2 separate regions of the Salmo salar genome follow, and region 1 is linked to region 2. The links are chromatin contacts, called in public Hi-C maps. All regions are on one chromosome and are shown on one strand. Each heading gives the region's core, a stretch centred on a gene start, on an enhancer-like site or on the middle of the called end of the contact. The rest is flanking DNA. Distances are from core to core; before and after follow the strand shown.

What was found. A called contact is a pair of places that touch in the nucleus more often than the background predicts.
Region 1: a Hi-C map of muscle shows a contact between it and region 2, with 6 times the contacts expected there. The contact joins the promoter of LOC106568841 here to the enhancer-like site in region 2. A contact is called at or near these places in 2 of 3 Hi-C or Micro-C datasets (gill and muscle).

Annotation. Positions count from the first base shown.
Region 1 is chrssa14:18,894,647-18,898,298 of Ssal_v3.1, reverse strand. LOC106568841 (partitioning defective 3 homolog) reads left to right here and starts at 2,001. Exons shown (of 26, transcript XM_014139556.2): 1 at 2,001-2,351. The coding sequence starts at 2,232.
Region 2 is chrssa14:18,838,396-18,842,427 of Ssal_v3.1, reverse strand. The region is part of intron 2 of LOC106568841 (partitioning defective 3 homolog); the gene reads left to right. Among protein-coding and RNA genes, the nearest start is that of LOC106568841, 56 kb to the left of the region's middle. Within about 2 kb of position 2,472, at least 1 of the 13 cell types and tissues checked has an H3K27ac peak or open chromatin away from gene starts, as enhancers often do. A contact at or near this core is called in muscle, where this site is marked.

The sequences.
Region 1 (3,652 bases), core at 752-3,251, 56 kb before region 2:
GCTCAGCGTTCAACATCATAGTGCCCTCAAAGCTCATCAATAAGCTCAGGACCCTGGGAGGGAACACCTCCCTCTGCAACTGGATCCTGAACTTCCTGACAGGCCGCCCCCAGGTGGTAAGGGTAGGTAACAACACATCCGCCACGCTGATCCTCAACACAGGGGCCCCTCAGGGGTGCGTGCTCAGCCCCCTCCTGTACTCCCTGTTTACTCATGACTGCACGGCCAGGCACGACTCCAACACCATCATTACATTTTCTGATGACACAATAGTGTTAGGCCTGATCACCGACAACAACGAGACAGACAATAGGGAGGAGGTTAGAGACCTGGCCGTGTGGTGCCAGGACAACAACTTCTCATTTACAGCAACTGATCAAGATCTTCTATCAGGTGATCAATGTTGATAAATATTTATTGAAATCTAACCACAGGAACAGTATGCAAACATACAAACATTTGAAGCATCCCTTTTGTATGCCCTTTTTATAAAGTGTGAACACAGAGAGACACATTTCTGTTTGCACTGTAAGTCCATGAACCTATGCTAGGAAAAGTTACAATATAATATAGATTGTTTTCCTTCCTTGTATCTTGTGCGACTCACCCATAAGCTCAGACTTTTAGGGCAGTAAGATACACTGAACAATCAGGGGCATAGGACTGTATAAAAAAGTAATGTAAGCCATACTGTAGTTGGTACACAAACTGCCTGGTATTCAGTAGCTCTTTGGTGTTCTGCCTTAGAGCGACTGCTTTTGAGACAATAATGTTCATGGGGCTCAGGCCCATATAAAAAAAGCACCAATGGGATGCATCCCAAATGACAACCTATTGTCTTTATAGTGCACTACTTTGACCGGAGCCCTCTGGGAATAGGTCTTTATAGTGCACTACTTTTGACCGGAGCCCTATGGGAATAGGTCTTTATAGTGCACTACTTTTGACCGGAGCCCTATGGGAATAAGTCTTTATAGTGCACTACTTTTGACCGGAGCCCTATGGGAATAAGTCTTTATAGCGCACTACTTTTGACCGGAGCCCTATGGGAATAGGTCTTTATAGCGCACTACTTTTGACCGGAGCCCTCTGGGAATAGGTCTTTATAGTGCACTACTTTTGACCGGAGCCCTATGGGAATAGGTCTTTATAGTGCACTACTTTTGACCGGAGCCCTATGGGAATAGGTCTTTATAGTGCACTACTTTTGACCGGAACCCTATGGGAATAGGGTGCCATTTGGGACACAGGCATGGTGAGAGCAGGATCCTCACACACATAGACCAGTTCTTCAGAGCATGACTATGTGCCAAGGCAGCTGTTTCACAAGCTTCACACATGGATTTACTCTGGTTTTCATTGGGGCTTGGTTTCAGTTTTAGGGCAGGGCACTAGAACAAATCACCAAAATGTCATTGGGCAGGTGGAGATCAAGGTTCTGTGGCCAGAACATGTCCTTGAGACTGCTGTTATTAAATAATAATAATAATAATAATAATAATAATACACTATATTGTAAGTGCTGGGCATCTTTGTTAAAGTTGGATTTCTCAAAATAGTCCTTTTTGAGATTTAAGCAGGCAGCTGTTCTATTTAAATTGACTTTCATGTTGCAGAACATATATATTCTCACTCACTCACTCACTCACTCACTCACTCACTCACTCACTCACTCACTCACTCACTCACTCACTCACTCACTCACTCACACACACACACACACACACACACACACACACACACACACACACACACACACACACACACACACACAATTATAACAATAAAAGGAATTGGTAAGATTTTGGAGTGATTGGTGATAGGGCTATCTTTCCATAACGAATATTGGCAAGATCTCCTAATATTTAGAAATGACCCAATTATTTACGCAGGCATGGGTGAAAATGCTTGCCTTGCCCGCGCTTTATATCACCTTCGACAGTTCCAAACTTGACCAGCGGGTGGAGGCCGTTCCCCAATCTCTGGGTGATTCTCTTGCTCCCTGCTCCAGTCTAGTCTGGGAACGTCGAAATAGAGGGAGAAAGACTAAACAGGTGGTCAGAAATACAAGCGAACAATGTCGTCCCTGGAGATAAGGTGAAAGATCGTTCGGTCTCATCTCTTTAAGGATACAAAAACCACAGAAACTTCATGTTTCGGCTGACTTTCAAAGGGAGAATTTATCGTCGGTTTACCTCCGAATCTGGGCAAAATATATCGGATATTAAACTATGAAAGTGACGGTGTGTTTTGGAAGGACTAGGGTGGTGGTACCATGCGGAGATGGAAATATCAAAGTCCATACTCTCATCCAGCAAGCCGTCATGAGATACAAAAAAGCCATTGCAAAGGTACGTCGCTGTTACTTTGGATCACGCGTTTCTTTCAAGTGTTCCACAGCGGATTGGAAACAATGGTGCAATGCCTGGAGCGAGTGTCGAGCGAATATGTCGCAGATTTGTAACAGCGATGAAAGGGAAATATACATAAACGATTCGAAACAAAAAAAAAGATTTTGCTATAAATTCGGCTGAGTTGTTGATGTTGAGTGATGCATAGTCATAACTGGTCGAGCCCTCTGCAAACCCCACGAAAAACTTCCTTTTGGACTTCACCCTTTCCCTACCATAGTGCATGAAAAGATGGTAGATAACTACTAAAATGTAGTGTTAATTACCGATCTAACTGGGATATAAAATGCAAACCTAATTAGGTGGTCTATAAGTAGAGGATAAGGATGCTAGCTAGCTAACTAGTTAGCTAACAATCCGAGATTTGATTCTCTGAGAGTTGTTAGCTAGCTGACTGTTTGCTAACTAGCTAGCTAGTTAGCACCAGCATACTGCAGGATCGCATTCTAGTTTTTGAAATGGGGTACTAGATAAAAAGCATAATGTTTCGTATCGATTTTATGCCTATTGGATAGCCTACATTTTCATCGGCATCCGTTTCTCTTTGTTCCTCTTGCTAATTATCCTATTATGTTGGGATAGTTGGCTAAGAAGCTGTAGCTTGCTAGGCTATCAGTCAAGGAAGAAAGCTTCAAACAAATAGTATATCTGTTAGGGATGTGCATCTTTCCTTTTCAAGACGATTCGATACGTGTCTAGATACATGGGCTCTGATACATTTTAGTTTGAAACGATTAGGTTTGATTAGAGAACGAATCCATGCGATTCGCTTCGATACGATTCGATTCAATGCAGTAACATTTGTTGCATAAACACATTAATTTTCCATTCTAAATTTAAGTCTGCAGATGATGGAACTCATGAGCTGGGCTTCTCAGCTGTATCTGTCTTGAGCTGGCTCCTCTGTGTGTGTACATGATGATGTGTATATACTGTTTGTGTAAATCATGTATAGTGCATTTGGAAAGTATTCAGACTGCTTCTCTTTTCACAAATTTTGTTACGTCTATATAAGGTCCCACAGTTGACAGTGCATGTCAGAGCAAAAACCAAGCCATGAGGTCAAAGGAATTGTCCATAGTGCTCTGAGACAGGATTGTGTCGAGGCACAGATCTGGGCAAGGTTACCAAAAAATGTTGACAGCATTGAAGGTCCCCAAGAACACAGTGGCCTCCATCATTCTTAAATGAAAAAAGTTTGGAACCACCAAGACTCTTCCTAGAGCTGGCTGCCCGGCCAA
Region 2 (4,032 bases), core at 1,223-3,722:
GGACTATCTAGGCCTTGGTGTGTGTGTGTTGGGAATTGCCTGCGTACTCACAAAACGATATTATCACAACTTGGTATTGAAACTCTTGGTATTGTCACGATTCTATATGCATTTTTTAAATGTAACCTTTATTTAACTAGGCAAGTCAGCTAAGAACAGATTCTTATTTACAATAACAGCCTACCGGGGAACAGTGGGTTAACTGCCTTGTTCAGGGGCAGAACGACAGATTTTTACCTCGTCAGCTCGGGGATTCGATCTAGCAACCTTTTGGTTACGGGCCCAGCACTCTAACCACTAGGCTCCCTGCCTCTAACCACTAGGCTCCCTGCCTCTAACCACTAGGCTCCCTGCCTCTAACCACTAGGCTCCCTGCCTCTAACCACTAGGCTCCCTGCCTCTAACCACTAGGCTCCCTGCCTCTAACCACTAGGCTCCCTGCCTCTAACCACTAGGCTCCCTGCCTCTACCCACTAGGCTCCCTGCCTCTAACCACTAGGCTCCCTGCCTCTACCCACTAGGCTCCCTGCCTCTACCCACTAGGCTCCCTGCCTCTACCCACTAGGCTCCCTGCCTCTACCCACTAGGCTCCCTGCCTCTACCCACTAGGCTCCCTGCCGCCCCAATGGGTTACTGTATGTCTGCTTCAGAGAGACGAGAGAGAGCCATAATAACAACCTGTTTGGATCAGTCATAAAAATAGAAAGTGTTGAACATTTTGGCTCAGTATTTAAAAAGAAGATGGAGAAGAAGGTATAGGCTGAGAAATACCAGAGTTTTGGCGCAGGTACAGCTGACTAACGCTACCTAGCAAAAAACAAAGAAACAACATTTCGTTTTTTACAAATCTATACATGGGTGTGGAGGAGAGAAGTGTTGTGTTTAACCTCTATTGGGGACAGTGACATCTGGGTGACTCCCTTGCCCTCTCCTTCCTCTCTCCCACGCGCTGTCACTGTGTGATGTAATGTAAACTGTTGCAGGAAATAAACTGGCTTTAGCGTTTGTGTTGCCTCGCTGGTGTCGATTAGATTATGGCCATGCGGGATTACAGCATCGGATTCTGTTCAAGGGGAATGGATGGGTGGCTACTGGGAGTGAGAGACAGCTGTTTTTCCCTGCTCATGTTGACCCTACGGAATTAATCAGAAGAGGAAGGGAGGGGCGCGGTTTTGATTAGTCATGGGTGAATTAAGTAAACAGAGTAGCTGACCTAGGAGCTGCTTTCTCTCCGCTACAAAGGGGTTAAACGTTTATATGTCAATGCCGTGATCAATGAGCGCGATGCGTACGCGGCGGTCTGTTTACCGTTTGAAGTGTTACTTAAATGTGGACTCAGCCCAATGGTGTTGCCACGAGCCGCACCGCCTTATATTACGATACGGGACATGCAAGATTTCGCTCTCACACAGTCACACACAGCGTCTGCACGTGTGTGCAAGTTAGCTTCACGCTGTTACAGCGTGGTGGCGTCATGACCAAAACAGAGGAGAAGTTTGGCCTCGCGCTTCAGCGCTCGTAGTTGTTGCGGAAATTGACCCACTCTGCTGTTTACTTTGGGTCTACCTCTAACTGAGACTGGTACTCGAGGCTACAGCCAAAGAAATAGAATGAGTTGACTTGAATGAGTTGACTTGAATGGGGATTCCCGTTCTACTCATTCCAGTTCTGTGGTTACCATTTATCTGACCTAAAGTTCATTCTGTAGCTGTATGTTGCTATACTAGGCTACAAGGCCTAAAAGCACTTTGCATGACTCGTACTCTCCTGGCAACTCGCACCGCATCTCTGACATGTGTTAGATGCTTTTTCAAGACTGGGGAATGAGTGGTTGGCCCGATGAGCAATGTGTGTCATTGTTGCTGCAAGGAATGGTGGCAGACAGCTCAGGGATTCACTGAGTGTTTTTCCACATGCTGTGTGTCTTTCCGTCCCACTGCTCCCTGTCCTGTCCTCTAGCCCACAGTCCAGCCTTGAGCCTTGATGGCATTCCTGTCTTTTAAAGGGATACATCTGGATTTGATCTACTTCCCCAGAGTTACATGAACTCATGGATGCATTTCTATGTCTCTGGATCCAGTATGAAGGAAGAGGTAGTTTTGCGCACCAATGACTGGATGTCTATGGTAAATCTACTAGCAGTTACCATAGACTTCCAGTCATTGCACTTATGCTAGTTAGCAATTGCGCTATCACTAGTTGGCAACTTCCTTAAAACTGCATGCAGGGACATAAAAATGGTGTCCACAAGTTAATCTGACTCCCGGGAAGTAGATAAAGGGCTTCATTACCAAAATCCTGAATTATCCCTTTAACGGTCAGCCAATGCCCTCTTTGCCCCGCCTAGTATTTACCCAGAGAGCTGGAGGATAGTAGGCCGTTCACACACACACACACACACACTCCACCATATCCAAGGTGTCAGGTGACTGGCATGTCCCTGCACACTCCTGGGGTCGTGACCTCTACAGGGCCATGCTGTGCTAACCCCAAATTCTCCATGTGTCTGGGCAGAGCGCACACACACACACAGCGGACTCTGTGTGTCTGGGCAGACAGCTGCACAGACCACTACCACTCAATCACTTCCCTGGACACACACACACACACAGCAGACTATGCATTCGATTTTAAGATAGTGGCGCCAAGGAGGGTGCCCGTCGTTCCGATTCCTGCTCAACTTTGCTTTTTATTGTTATTTTTGAGTTAATTATGACTTTGCTCAGACTGTCCTACGACTGACAGACGCTTCTGGATCATGAATCGGAAGCTACACACATCTCTGTCTCCCAGATCTGGAATAATACATTCGCTCCTTTGTTCTCCGTGCAGCGGGCCTACCTGTTGCTACTGGCCGAGATGACCGAAGGCGACGAAGGAAAAGGGGTCTCCAAGCTAGGCTGAAAAGACAGGCTACATGGCCTCCTCTTCCTAGTATCCTGATGGCGAATGCCCAATCGCTGGAAAATATACTTTGAACTCGGAGCGATGCTTCAATCACAGAGGGACATCAGGGAATGCTGTGTCTTTTTGTTTTTACAGAGCCATGGATTACTGACAATTCATTCAACTCTGCTATTCAACCAGACGGCTTTTACGATTTCCATATGGTTCGAATGGCGGCTTCTTGTAAGCGTAGGGGGGGAAGTGTATGCTTCCTCATCAACAATTCTTGGTGTACTGAAGTTCAGAACCCCTTGAGTTCCTGCTCACCCGATCATGTGTGCTATTAGCACAGCTGTGTACATACTGCCACAAGCAAACATCAAGGCGCCACTCTGCAAACTGTACAAAAACGTTAGCCAGCAAGCATCCTCTCACCGAAAGCAGGCTTTATTGTCACGGGAGATTTTAACCAAGTAAATTTAAACAAATTCTTCCAAAATATCACCATGTATTCTGCCACACGAGAAGAAACATGTTGGACCATGTGTGCACAAACATCTGTGACCTTTACAAATCCTCTTTGTTCCTACTCCCCGCCTACAAGCAGCAACTCGAGGGAGCCACCAACACAGAGAATAGTGAGGCGTTGGACAGAGGAGGCAGACTCAATGCTGCAGGACTGTTTTGACAATACTGATTTGGAATGTTCATCCACCCAGGACACATCCATCAACATTGAGGAATATGCATCGCCAGTCACAGGCTTCATTGGGAAATTGGCTGTTGGTGTTGAACCCACAATAACAATCCAGGCAGACTTCAACCAAAAGCCTTGGATGAACAGAAAAATACATAACATGCTGAGTGCCCATAGTGCAGCATTAAATATCGGTAGATCGGACTCAGATGACTCGTGACACGTCTGCGCTCCGGTACGAGAATCAATGTTCGACAACTGACTCACGATGCATGTGGCAAGGACTACAGGCTGTCATGGGCTACAAAGGCAAATCCGGATGTGTGGTGCCCACCGAAGCCTCCGTCCCAGACGAGCTTAACACATTCTGTGCTCGCTTCGAGGCGGACAACACCAAGCCATCCAGGAGGGCTCTGTTTTCGCTCTTCAAGGCCCAACAAGAGGAAAAC